Linked DNA regions of Danio rerio: region 1 is linked to region 2. Evidence: chromatin contacts called from public HiCAR-type data. All regions are on one chromosome and are shown on one strand. The core of a region is the stretch at or near the end of the contact, and the rest is flanking DNA. Distances in the headings are between cores, read along the strand shown. Region 1 holds the start of golm2 (golgi membrane protein 2). Region 2 holds the start of fam189a1 (family with sequence similarity 189 member A1).

Region 1 (5,888 bases), core at 245-2,744, 210 kb before region 2:
TGTGTGAGCTGAAACTGAGTGGCCGTAATGATGGCAAATCAAACTAGTAAAACAAGTTTAAAAGTGTTACTGAGAAAATCTAGCTATTTGAAACTAGAGGTTTCTAGGTTTGTGACAGTGCGAGTCTGATGTACAGTACACCTGTTCACTTCTTTCTTTCTCACTCACTCACTCACTCACCTTGTCATCGGTGCAGGTTTTGACCAGCGCATCTCTGGCCTGCAGTTTGTTCTGCAACGCGCTGTAATCTCCGTCCTTCAGGTCGATCTGTTTCCGGTGCGTGTCCACCTGCATCATCAGCTCGGAGTTTCTCTTCTCCAAGCGGGAGCGCGCCGCGTCCGTGCGCTTCACCTGCGTCTGCACCTCGGCCAACTCGTCCAGCAGCCGCGCGTGCTTAGTGGACACGCTCCAGTAGTTAAACGACAGAATCACGATAACCACCAATAACGCGATCAGGATGAAGGACGGGAGGCGACCCCCACGTCGAATCGCGCCGAAACCGATCATCGCGTAATCGACCCGCGGCACAGATTCCGTTCTAGGGCTTTGTGTGTTAAACTACGAGTGATGTGGTCAAGTCGTCTATCAAGAAAGAGGCACTCTCTCTCTCATTCGGCTAACAGCAACCTTGAGGTGTCCTGAAGTTGGTGACAGTACTTTACTTAGACGATTCCTAACGTTACGTGTTCCTTCCGCACAGTTGACGACTTTCCTTGTTTGCATTCATACAACGCCACTGTCAGTAGATCAAACACATCAACACACACACACTCTCTCACACACAGCCGACGTGGCCTAAGAGAGCTCAGTTGAGCTAACAGCACACAGCCATCAGCTTTCCGTCCTCCGCCAGATCCTACAGCTCCTCCAAACGCATATTTACTCTTTTGCGGTCATCTCTGCAGATCTGCTGTCATGCTCGAGTGAAATATTCACTTCTGAATCAGCGAGCAGCTCAGCGTTAGCTACAACCTCGCTAAAGTAGCATACGTGGATGTGGAGGAGCAACAGCCGAGCGCTAGCTGCAGTTCAACAACACGACACCGATTCCATCTAAACACACATCAAACATAAAGCCAAGCCGATTTCGGGCATGCAAACATATCTATTATCGTTAGCAAAACAAACAACAGGCTATAAATCGTTAGCGTTACATCTGAGAGCGCCAGTAAGGCCAGATTTTCGGTATTTCCAACAAGCACCACGATACGCACCTGATATACAAGAAGAACACGGCACAAACAATCCGTCTATACGTGTTTGACGCGTTTTACAATGCAAGTCCACGCAGACTTAGAGTTCGCTTTTACTGTAACTCAACTCCAGCCTTCCCCTTCTGCTCTCGGCCCTGCCGAATGCAAGCGCGCGCACACACTGCGCATTTGTGTGTGTGTATACACATTAGTATTCGCGCCAGCAATAGATCATGTTTCCTAAATGTATCGTTATCTTGTTGTATATCTAACAACCAGGATAGACGGCTCGATAAAATCCAGAAAAATGTCGTCCAACGTGTAAGGTGTACAGAGGGGCTTGATCGACGGCTTCAACAGCCAATCAGTGGATACAACCGTACGCATTAGATGTTTCTGATTGGCTGTGGGCGTAACCCTTTTTGTCGCCACGTTTTAATTGGACGCTCAAATAATAGGAGGAGGTGGGATATATGGCACTAGAATGAACATTCTCATTAGACAAAACGTCGCATTTATGGGAAACCTTACCTATTCCTATTGCTCAATGCCTTTTACCAAATAAATAGATTCATTTATTCATTTTCATCAGCTTAGTTCTTTTGTTCATCAGGAGTCGCCACAGCGGAATGAACCACCAACTTACTTGTTTTACACAGCGGATAAATACCCTTCCAGCTGCAACCCAGTACTGGAAAACATCCATGCACATTCATACACTACGACCAATTTAATTTATTCAGTTCACCTATACCAGGGATGGGCAAACTTGATCCTTGAGGGCCGGTGTCCCTGCAGAGTTTTGTTCTAACACTAGTCAAACACACCTGAACAAACTAATCAGTGTCTTCAAGATCGCTTGAACTCTATAGGGAGGTCTGTTTGAATAGGGTTGGAGCTAAACTATGCAGGATACTGGCCCTCCAGGATCTAGTTTGCCCACACCTGACCTATACAGTGTGTCTTTGGACTGTGGGGGAAACCGGAGCACCTGGAGGAAACCCACACCAACACAGGGAGAACAATGCAAACTCCAGACAGAGATGCCAACTGACCCAGCCTGGACTCAAACCAGAGAACTTCTTGCTGTGAGGTGATAGTGCTAACCACCGAGTCGCCCCCAGCACTCTACAAATAAGCTTGAATTGAATTTTATTTCTTATAGTGATTGAAATATATTATGGCATTGGATGCTATGACGTGACATTTGAGTGATTTGCTAATTAATTTAGAAATGTATGAATTAGCATTTATAATGTATATCTATATTATAACACACAGAGTCATTGTGTTGTTTAGGATCCACAGAATGGACCAACAATCTAATTTGAAAAAAAAAAAGAAAACTCACTGCACCATGTGCTTAGCTTGAAATGAAGGGATCAGGGATTTACCCTCCTTTCAACTTGTACCAAACCTGTTTGAGTTTTTATTTTGTCTGTTAAACACACAAAAAAGATATTTTGAAAAATGTTCGAAACTGGTAACCATCGACTTCTATAGTATTTGTTTTTCATACATTGGATGTCAGTGGTTACAGGTTTCTGACATTCTTCAAAATATCTTCTTTTGTGTTCAACAGAACAAATATAGTCATAAAGGTGTGAAGCCAATTCAGACTGAATAGTCAGTACTTTGAATTTTTAAGTGAACTGTCCCTTTAAGAGGACATTAGAAAAAGTGCACTAATTCTTAAGATGGCTTGACAGGGTTAAACCAGCAACCATTCATTCATTCATTCATTCGTTCATTCATTTTACTTCAGCTTAGTCCCTTTGTTCATCAGGGGTCGACACAGTGGAATAAATCACCAAATTATCCAGCATATGTTTTAGTTTTACACAGTGGATGCCGTTCCAGCTGCAACCCAGTACTGGGAAACACCCATACAGTTATTCAAACTCTCTCTCTCTCTCACACACACACACACACACACACACACACACACACACACTATATGTCCAGTTGTCTGTTGAACAAAATAAAAATGTTGGAAACCGGTAACCATTGACTTTCATAGTATGTTTTTCATACATTGAATGTCAATGGTTACAGGTTTCTGACATTCTTCAAAATATCTTCTTTTGTGTTTAACAGAACAAATATAGTCATAAAGGCACTTTAGAAAAAGTGTGAGCGTGCACTAATTCTCAAGACCTGTCAAGACAGTGCTTATGTAAGCCAATCGCAAGTAATGACTTGACAAGGTTAAAACGACAATCTATAGCGAAAGAAATTACAAACAGACACATTTTTATTTTGCAACACAGAAAAGAATAATTACACACTGAGGTAAGTCGAATAATCCAGCTTCATGAAGGTCTCTGTCCCGCAGTGGCACACAATGACAAAGTATGTCCAATATTTCACATGATGTTTGCTGAAGCTGTGTATTTAAATGTTATTTCTCATCCAAAAAACAAAAGGGTTCATGAAGAGGTAAATCCATTTGATCATCTACGGTCCAAAACAGACCCATTCTCTTATTTAGCACAGTAGCAACACTTTTAACAAATATTTTACCTTTTTTTCTGACAATAAAGTAAAAATATATACCCCTGCAGGTAAACACTCCGGTGTTTCTTTATTGTATCTTTCCAGTATCTTTAATTTAAGCACATGAGAGGGTGTTAACTCTATGTTAACTCACTGTTGTTTTTTTAAGAGCTACAGTGTTCTGCTGATGAGAGTTAGGACTTGGCCTTGGCACATATTCAGAGGACGTTCATAGTCCAGAGGGTCAAAGAGTGGTTTCTCTGCATATGCTGATGAGGCTTTGAGGCTGGGTTGGAGATTGATGACCCCGGGTGGCAGAGGCATCTGTATGACTGGAGACTCGGGTTGGACGGCGCAGGGATGATGATGGGGAACTCAAAGCTCCGCAGCTCTGTAAATGCAGGTCTCCGTGAGCACGTTTCCTTGGGCTGCCCATTATCTTCTGCGACTGTGTCATCAACTGTGTGAAGGATATAAGAAAAGGAAAGAAGACAGTTTAATTTAGTTGTGATATTTCACTTTCAAATACCTTCTTTTCAGAAAGATATGTTGTAGTGATAAATATATATGGATGTTTTTCCTTGTCATTTTTAAAAGTTCACAGCCACACTTGACTTTTTTTAAAAAAAGATTAATTGTTCTTTATTGGCATTAATGGTTTCTTGAAGAACAACTAATCTCCATTTAACCTTCTTAATCTACAAAATATTCTTTACAGTGGAAACATGTTTTTTAAAGTAAGTTTTTTTTCACAACATGAACCAGTGTTGCCAACTTAGTGACTTTTTAGCAGAGGTGGGTAGAGTATCCAATGTCTATACTCAAGTAAAAATACAAATACTTGCGGAAATTTGTACTCAAGTAAAAGTAAAATAAACAATCCTAAAAGTTACTCGAGTAAGTGTAAAAAATCTGATGAAAAAATTACAAGTAAATAGTTACTAGTTACTTTACATTATATATATATTTATTCGCTTTCCTGTGAATTTCTTTTTTCTAACTTCCTAAATTACCCTAACTTGTCAAATTAACCTAGTTAAACCTTTAAATATCACTTTAAGCTATCTTTATATATATATATATATAAACTCACATGTCTTCCTCGACTTCAGCCATCATTCCAACATAAGCGCACGCTCTAACCGAAAGCGTGAGATGCGTCTCTATAGCAACGTTTCGCGACACAATCTGTCCAATGCGGCGCCTCGCGATATTTGTCTTATAGCGAAGTAATAATTTACTTGAGTAAGAATAAAAGTACATATTTTAAAATGTACTCTAAAGGGACACATTACCCAACAATTTTACTCAAATCAATGTTATGAAGTAAATGTAATTAGTTTCTCCCCACCTCAGACCCCCTTAGCGACAAATTTTCAAAAACTAGGAACAAATCTAGCAATTTTTTGTGGTGTTACTGGAGATTTGTTTAGACACTTATGTGTCCATACTGTATTGCACTTACAGGCGGCCCAGTCCTCGTACAGCAATCCCTCCAACCTGCACCCTGAGAGCCCTCTGCATACCGATGGCAAATGATTTAGTTCCATGAGTGTGATGTATTTCCCTTGTACAGTCAAACTGATCTACTTCTCCTTTGTTTTAAGTTAAACAATTTAATTTGACCATTTACTGTTATCTTGTTCACAATCACAGATATTTTAGAGAGTTTCAGAACGTGTTTATTACGTCTGAGAGATTCCTGCAAATTCACTACACATCTGTACTCATATACTGTTTTCAAACAAAAATACATTTAGTTAAATTGACATGCATAAATCCTAGTGCAACTACAAATACCCCTTTATTACCCTTAGGCTCTTTAACAAACAAACCATTGGATGTGATGACGTCAGTGATATGCAAATTAACGTAATCTAGCGAGATTTAGCGACTTTTCGGGCAGAGCTTGGCACATTTTAAATGGTTGGCAACACTGCCATGAGCAATGTTTTGAATAACGTTTTGCTAGAAGGTTTTTTGGCATAGCAAAGCAGATCAAGTCCCAGATTACAAACTTATAAAACAGGCTATCATTTCTACACTCAAGTTACATACTATTTTAAACACATATGCACCATTACAAAAAAGAAACATGGTTTTACTACAAACAAAAATACAAAAAAAGAAGTAAAACTACTTACAAATTACCTGTTTTTTTTTCATTCCTCTTTAAAATATTCAAAAAAATGTATTCAG
Region 2 (5,731 bases), core at 1,755-4,254:
ACTTATCCAGCAAGTTTTTACGCAGCGGATGCCCTTCCAGCCGCAACCCATCTCTGGGAAACATCCACACATACACACACTATGGACAATTTAGCCTACTCAATTCACCTGTACCACATGTCTTTGGACTGTGGGGGAAACTGGAGCACCTGGAGGAAACCCACGCGAACGCAGGGAGAACATGCAAACTCCACACAGAAACGCCAACTGAGCCGAGGATCGAACCAGCGACCTTATTGCTGTGAGCTACCCACTGCGCCACTGCGTCGCCAGAAGTAATTAATTCTAATGAATCATTGACTTCTGCTGTCTTCATTTGGTTCAAAAACACAAATTTCTTTACAATTTAAAACCACATCTTTGGAGATCGTTTCTGCTGGAGATACTGTTGCCTTACTAAAAACAAAACGTAAAACTAATCTTACACGTACCTTAGGAAGGGTTTAGTAAAAAATGCTGTGGTTTTAAAACCTTGACTTTTCCAAAACACGGTATACCTTGAAAACAGTTATTGTCTCATGCCTAATTCATATTAAGTGTGAAAGGGATAGTTCACACCAAAAAAACGTGCTTTTAATTTACTCTAAATCTCAGCCTTCGCAAATGGTTTTCAGTTATATAAAAACGATTTTAGATGTTATACTAAGAAAAATTTAAGTACATTTATTATGTTAATGGCCAATTTTCGTTTCCAAGTCAACAATTAATTTGATATTGTTATATAAACCGGCTCATCGTAAGTAGGGATGTCCAGATCCGATCACGTGGCACAGAGTTAGACCTCTTTCTTGACTTCACGTGTGTGGCATGACATCACTTGGTTGCAGAGATGCGATTGATTAAACAACGGCAAAGTAAAGCAAGGAAGCAGCTTGAAGTGGAATACGCAAGTGTGTCTGCAGTCTGGGGGTATTACAAAGTTGATGACGACAACTTTACCATAGCAAACTGTAAACTATGTAAACTTGCGATTACAAGAGGTGGAAAGGAAAAGGCTACATTTAACACAACAAACATGATAAGGCACTTTAAAGACAATAAATAATATAAGAACATCCTGGATCTGTTTCTTCATTCTTCTTTATTCTTTTTTTATGTATTATAAAAGTATCGGATTGGGTTTCGATATCGGTAGATACTAAAAATTAAATGACTCTGACTCGAAGGCAAAAAAAAATCTTGTGGAAATATTTTTTGCAAAAAGAACTTATTTATACAGTGTAAAAAATATGTATATGGAAATGTTTTTACTTAAATAGTATTTTATTTTATTAATTAAATAATGTAATATATTTTATTTATTTTTTGGCATGTGTTTTCAATCACTTCCATGGACCCCATCAGCTCTTCCAGTGTCTTGCTGTTTCAGATTGCGTGAATTGTATTGCAATACTTCACAGTTAAAAACAAACCAAATGAAAATCTATCTATGTCTATCTATACAGTAATCAAACGAGGTAATTTTGTTAATATATGTATACACGATATACACTATTGGGTGTAATGTTATGTTATCATAAAAACTTTTATAAATAAAGAATAAAAATTATAATACAGGAATCATTAAATCTGGGATGACAAAAAGTAGTTTAAGCAAATGCACACACCCTGGTATTTCAGACGACAAAGTACATGAGGTAAAATAATACTACATTTAATTTACTAGCTTTTATCTCTCAAATTTCAATTTCATTCCATTCCAAGAGTAAGTTTCACTCCTAATATAGCCCAAATGAAAGCATGCCAAGCACTGCTACATACTGCAGAATTAAACGTGTACCCCAGCCAGTGTCTGAGCTCTTATTGAGATTAATTAGAAGAATACTCCAGTCTGAAAAACTAACATGGCAGAATTAATCAATACTAGTCAGAAACTAACAGCCTGTTGAAACATTTTCACACAGAACATCAACAGGCATAAGTGAGATGCAGATGAATTTGTCTGATCTCCTATTAAGCATTGGGCTTCTGCTGCATTAGCCTTCAAGAGGCAATTCACCAACCACAGCCTTTCATAGGTGAGTTCACCTGAGCTCAAGCAACGACGGGGCTTTTAAAAAGACCTTCTGTACTTTGAATTATCTATAAGCCATTTAACCTCGCATTTGGTGAATATTGCACCTCGGGCACCAGGTGAAGAGAAGGAGAATTGAATTATAAACTAAGAATCAGGCGCGCGATGTGATTGCTGACTCTGCAGTTGCTGGGGGTCGCAAACGCCACCACGTCCTCCTCTTCAGGGAAAGCTCACAAATAAGAAATACAATTTAAATGCAACTTACCGAGAATCCTGCCCAAAAGGGACACGAATGTCTCACCCTTGGAGATGTAGTAAGGGCCAAAGCGGCGAAACTGACGGCCAAAATGAGACTCCCGAGCACCATCTGAGAAACTCCCAGAGAAAGCATGATGCGAGTCCGGGTTCGAAACTCCCTCAGCCGGGAGAGACTGCGGGACAGAGACACCGGGCTCAGGGACCGACCTCTCGGCATTGCGCTGACCGGCATGGTGGTAAATAAACAGTTTAAATGAAGCCAAAAAACTTGGGTTAAATCAGCGAGCTTCGTTCGGATTTGCAGGACACCTCTGCGTTCAGTCGCTCCGACATCCACAACGTAAAGATGAATTCATAGCGTGTTGCCAAAACGCGCAGACCATCATCCCATTAAACCGGGCTCCTCACGATGTCCTACTCTCACTGTTCTGGCGGTTTTCAAGCAGGTGTTTCAACAAGCCAAATCCAAATTCATTTCATTAAGACAAAGAGGTGAGCTCTGCGTGAACGCGCGCTGTATACTCGTCCGCTTGGAGGGAACGCGCGGGATAGGTGATCCATCAAACCCCCGTTCGCAGCCGTGACAGTCCGTTAATGAAATCTCTCACTGCTCTGAACGGAAAACGTCTAAATAACGACGCTTACGTTCAAAGCAGCGAACTTCACATCTATCGCGCGCGCGAGTACCGTCTGCGTGTGACGCGGCTTGAGGTTCAACGACGCTTTGCCAACATCCGACTCCGGTGTGCGGTGATATCGCCGCTCGTGTGTTTACGGTGTTTCCGTAGAGCCGCAGCCTCGCGCTGTAGTCTCCTGTCATGTAGATGTGCGAGCAGGTGCTCGGCTGGAGGAGGCGATGGACCGACGTGCCGCCATATGTAGATCCAGATAAATGAACGCAGGCGACGAACTCGTTTGAGGAGCCATAAAAGCCAGAGTCCGTGAATGGATTTAATGAGTCTACTCAATCTTACTTATTATTCGTTTTGTTACTTTTCATTAAGCTGCCTTTAAGACCGAGCTTTTGCGTTCGGTTAATTTGCCGTTAAAGCAGTGTTAGCAAGGCATTGATATGATACCAAGTAGAATCGATTTATTGTGAACGTAATTATGTTTTATACAAGTTAACCTTACTTAGAAGTTAAAATATTTAAAATATACATCTTCGATAAAAGAAGGTAATTAGTGAGACGGATATACAGAAAGCAGATCTGGACCCAGATAAGGGAATGGAACGATGCAATAGAGATCTGTGCGTTCTATAGCGATTCCTCTGGAACTCCGGTCCGCGTTTTCAGTTTCTCGCTTCTCGAAACTAGCGAGAGAAATCCTTACCGAGCGCGGAATAAAATCGACTTTCAAGAAAACTGCTTGCTGCTTATAAAATCACTTCACTTCGCATTTTTAAGGAAAACCCCCAACGTTTTGACCAAACGAAAGAACTCTCTGTTGACCCTCTTCTGTAAATATCCGTTAACTTAACATGTAGACGTTACAGCACTGATGAGCCACATGAAATTCTGATCAAGCAATCAAATGTTTATATTTTGGCCAATCACACTTGAGGATCGGCTATTGATTGACACACAACTCTTTTTTTACATTTGTATTTATGATTACCAAAAATTACAGTTGGGTTTTTATAAGTTAGGTGTCCAATATATGTGGGGGGGGAAAAAAAAAAAAAAAAAAAAAAAAAAAATATATATATATATATATATATATATATATATATATATATATATATATATATATATATATATATATATATATATATATATATATATATATATATATACACACACACACACACACACACACACACACTGCGGAATATGGATTAAAACGTCACAAAACCAAACCTTTTTAAGTTTAGTGATCTCGTTTATGTCAAATGTTGGCTATTCATTGGTTAATTAACAGAACGAAGAAAAAGACACAAAAGCTAAAAATATTCATATGCTTTTCTGGTGCCTAAAAAGAAAATAAGAAAGAAAAATGAAAAGAAAGAAAATGTGTAAGAAGGAACGAAAATAGTATTTTAACTTATTTAGTTTTAATCATTATGGCTACATTGACTACAATTAAGACAGGACTTTTTTTATTGTTCTTCATTGTTGTCTGTTTTATACAGTAGGGGAGAGTGGAGACAATTGCAACACTTTTTGCACTTCCTTCAGTTTCTCAGAAAACTTTTTTTTTTTTTTTTTGGAAACCCAAAATTTTTATATAATTAACCCACATCTATTGAACACTCACCCACAATGTGTACATATGATAATATATGCAAATTTTATCTTAAAGTCAAACGTTGCAACTGACCCCTAGCAAAAAAAAAATAAAAATAAAAAAAAAATCAAAAACATCAGGTTGGATTTTATTTATGTATTTTTTGGTAAACAGATTAACTAAATTGATTAAATTGGTCATATAAATACAGTCCAATAAAAAAGAACTACTGTACTAAACTACAGAGGAACTCTGTCAACCCTGATTAAACTGCAATAGCCTTAACACTTGAGATCTATAGTAATTCAGAAGTCATTTAAAATATACGAATAAATAATGCTTCACAAAAACAGATTAGACGTAGATATGAGACGTTTTCTGAACATTAAAAATAAAATTTACACTCACAATTTACCACTCTCTAGTAGTATTGACTGCCTTGGTCAGTCGGATCAGCTGTGTTTGATTAGGGTTGGAGCAAAATTGTTCAGAGCTGTGGCCCTTCAGGAATCAAGTTTGAGACCTAGAATATGCTCTAGCTCAGGGGTGTCCAAATTTGGTCCTGGAGGGCCGGTCTCCTGCAGCTCCAACCCTAATCAAACACACCTGAACTAGCTAATCAAGCTCTTATTAGATGTATTAGAAACTTCCTGGCAGGTGTGTTGAAGCAAGTTGGAGCTAAACTCAGCAGGACACTAAAGCAGGATTGAGTTTGGACACCCCAGCTCTAGCTCATTTGTGAATGGAGAAATAAGACTTGTTGCAATTGCCCAATGTTGCAACAATCCACACTCTCTACCTGGCACACAGTTAATTGTAAAAATTAAAAATAAAAATAATAATAATGTAGCATAAAACTTCAATTTCAAATAGTTGCATATTAAACATGCCATAATATACAGACACTGACATTTTTCATATTTGGTAGAGGCCTATATGTAAGATACAGGGCACATGATTATTACAAAATTAATAGACCACATAAATCATCATACAGGAGTGTAAAAATTGGAGTGATGATTTACTGGCATGTTAAACTAATATGCATTAATTCTTACATTAATTCTTACATTATCATTCTTGTACCCTTGTTTCATTTATCTATAAATAGACTCAATAGTATAATAACATTAAAAAACTTCATGGTTTGGAGCTGTTGAAAACATTAGACTTATAAAACATATCGATTTATGTTGACTTATAAATAAGGGATAAATCACGTTCATT

What was found. HiCAR-type assays count read pairs that join an accessible place to other places.
Region 1: a HiCAR-type map of caudal fin shows a contact between it and region 2, with 6 times the contacts expected there. The contact joins the promoter of golm2 here to the promoter of fam189a1 in region 2. A contact is called at or near these places in 7 of 18 Hi-C or Micro-C datasets (caudal fin, embryo, hematopoietic stem cells and 1 more) and 2 of 4 datasets of contacts at active chromatin or transcription factors (caudal fin and gastrula embryo).

What each region holds. Positions count from the first base shown.
Region 1 is chr7:31,382,333-31,388,220 of GRCz12tu, reverse strand. It overlaps golm2 (golgi membrane protein 2), which reads right to left and starts at 1,494. Exons shown (of 9, transcript XM_678225.9): 1 at 181-1,494. The coding sequence starts at 507. It overlaps fam189a1 (family with sequence similarity 189 member A1), which reads right to left. Exons shown (of 12, transcript XM_073908638.1): 12 at 3,430-4,149. The coding sequence ends at 3,934.
Region 2 is chr7:31,176,179-31,181,909 of GRCz12tu, reverse strand. It overlaps fam189a1 (family with sequence similarity 189 member A1), which reads right to left and starts at 3,004. Exons shown (of 12, transcript XM_073908638.1): 1 at 2,283-3,004.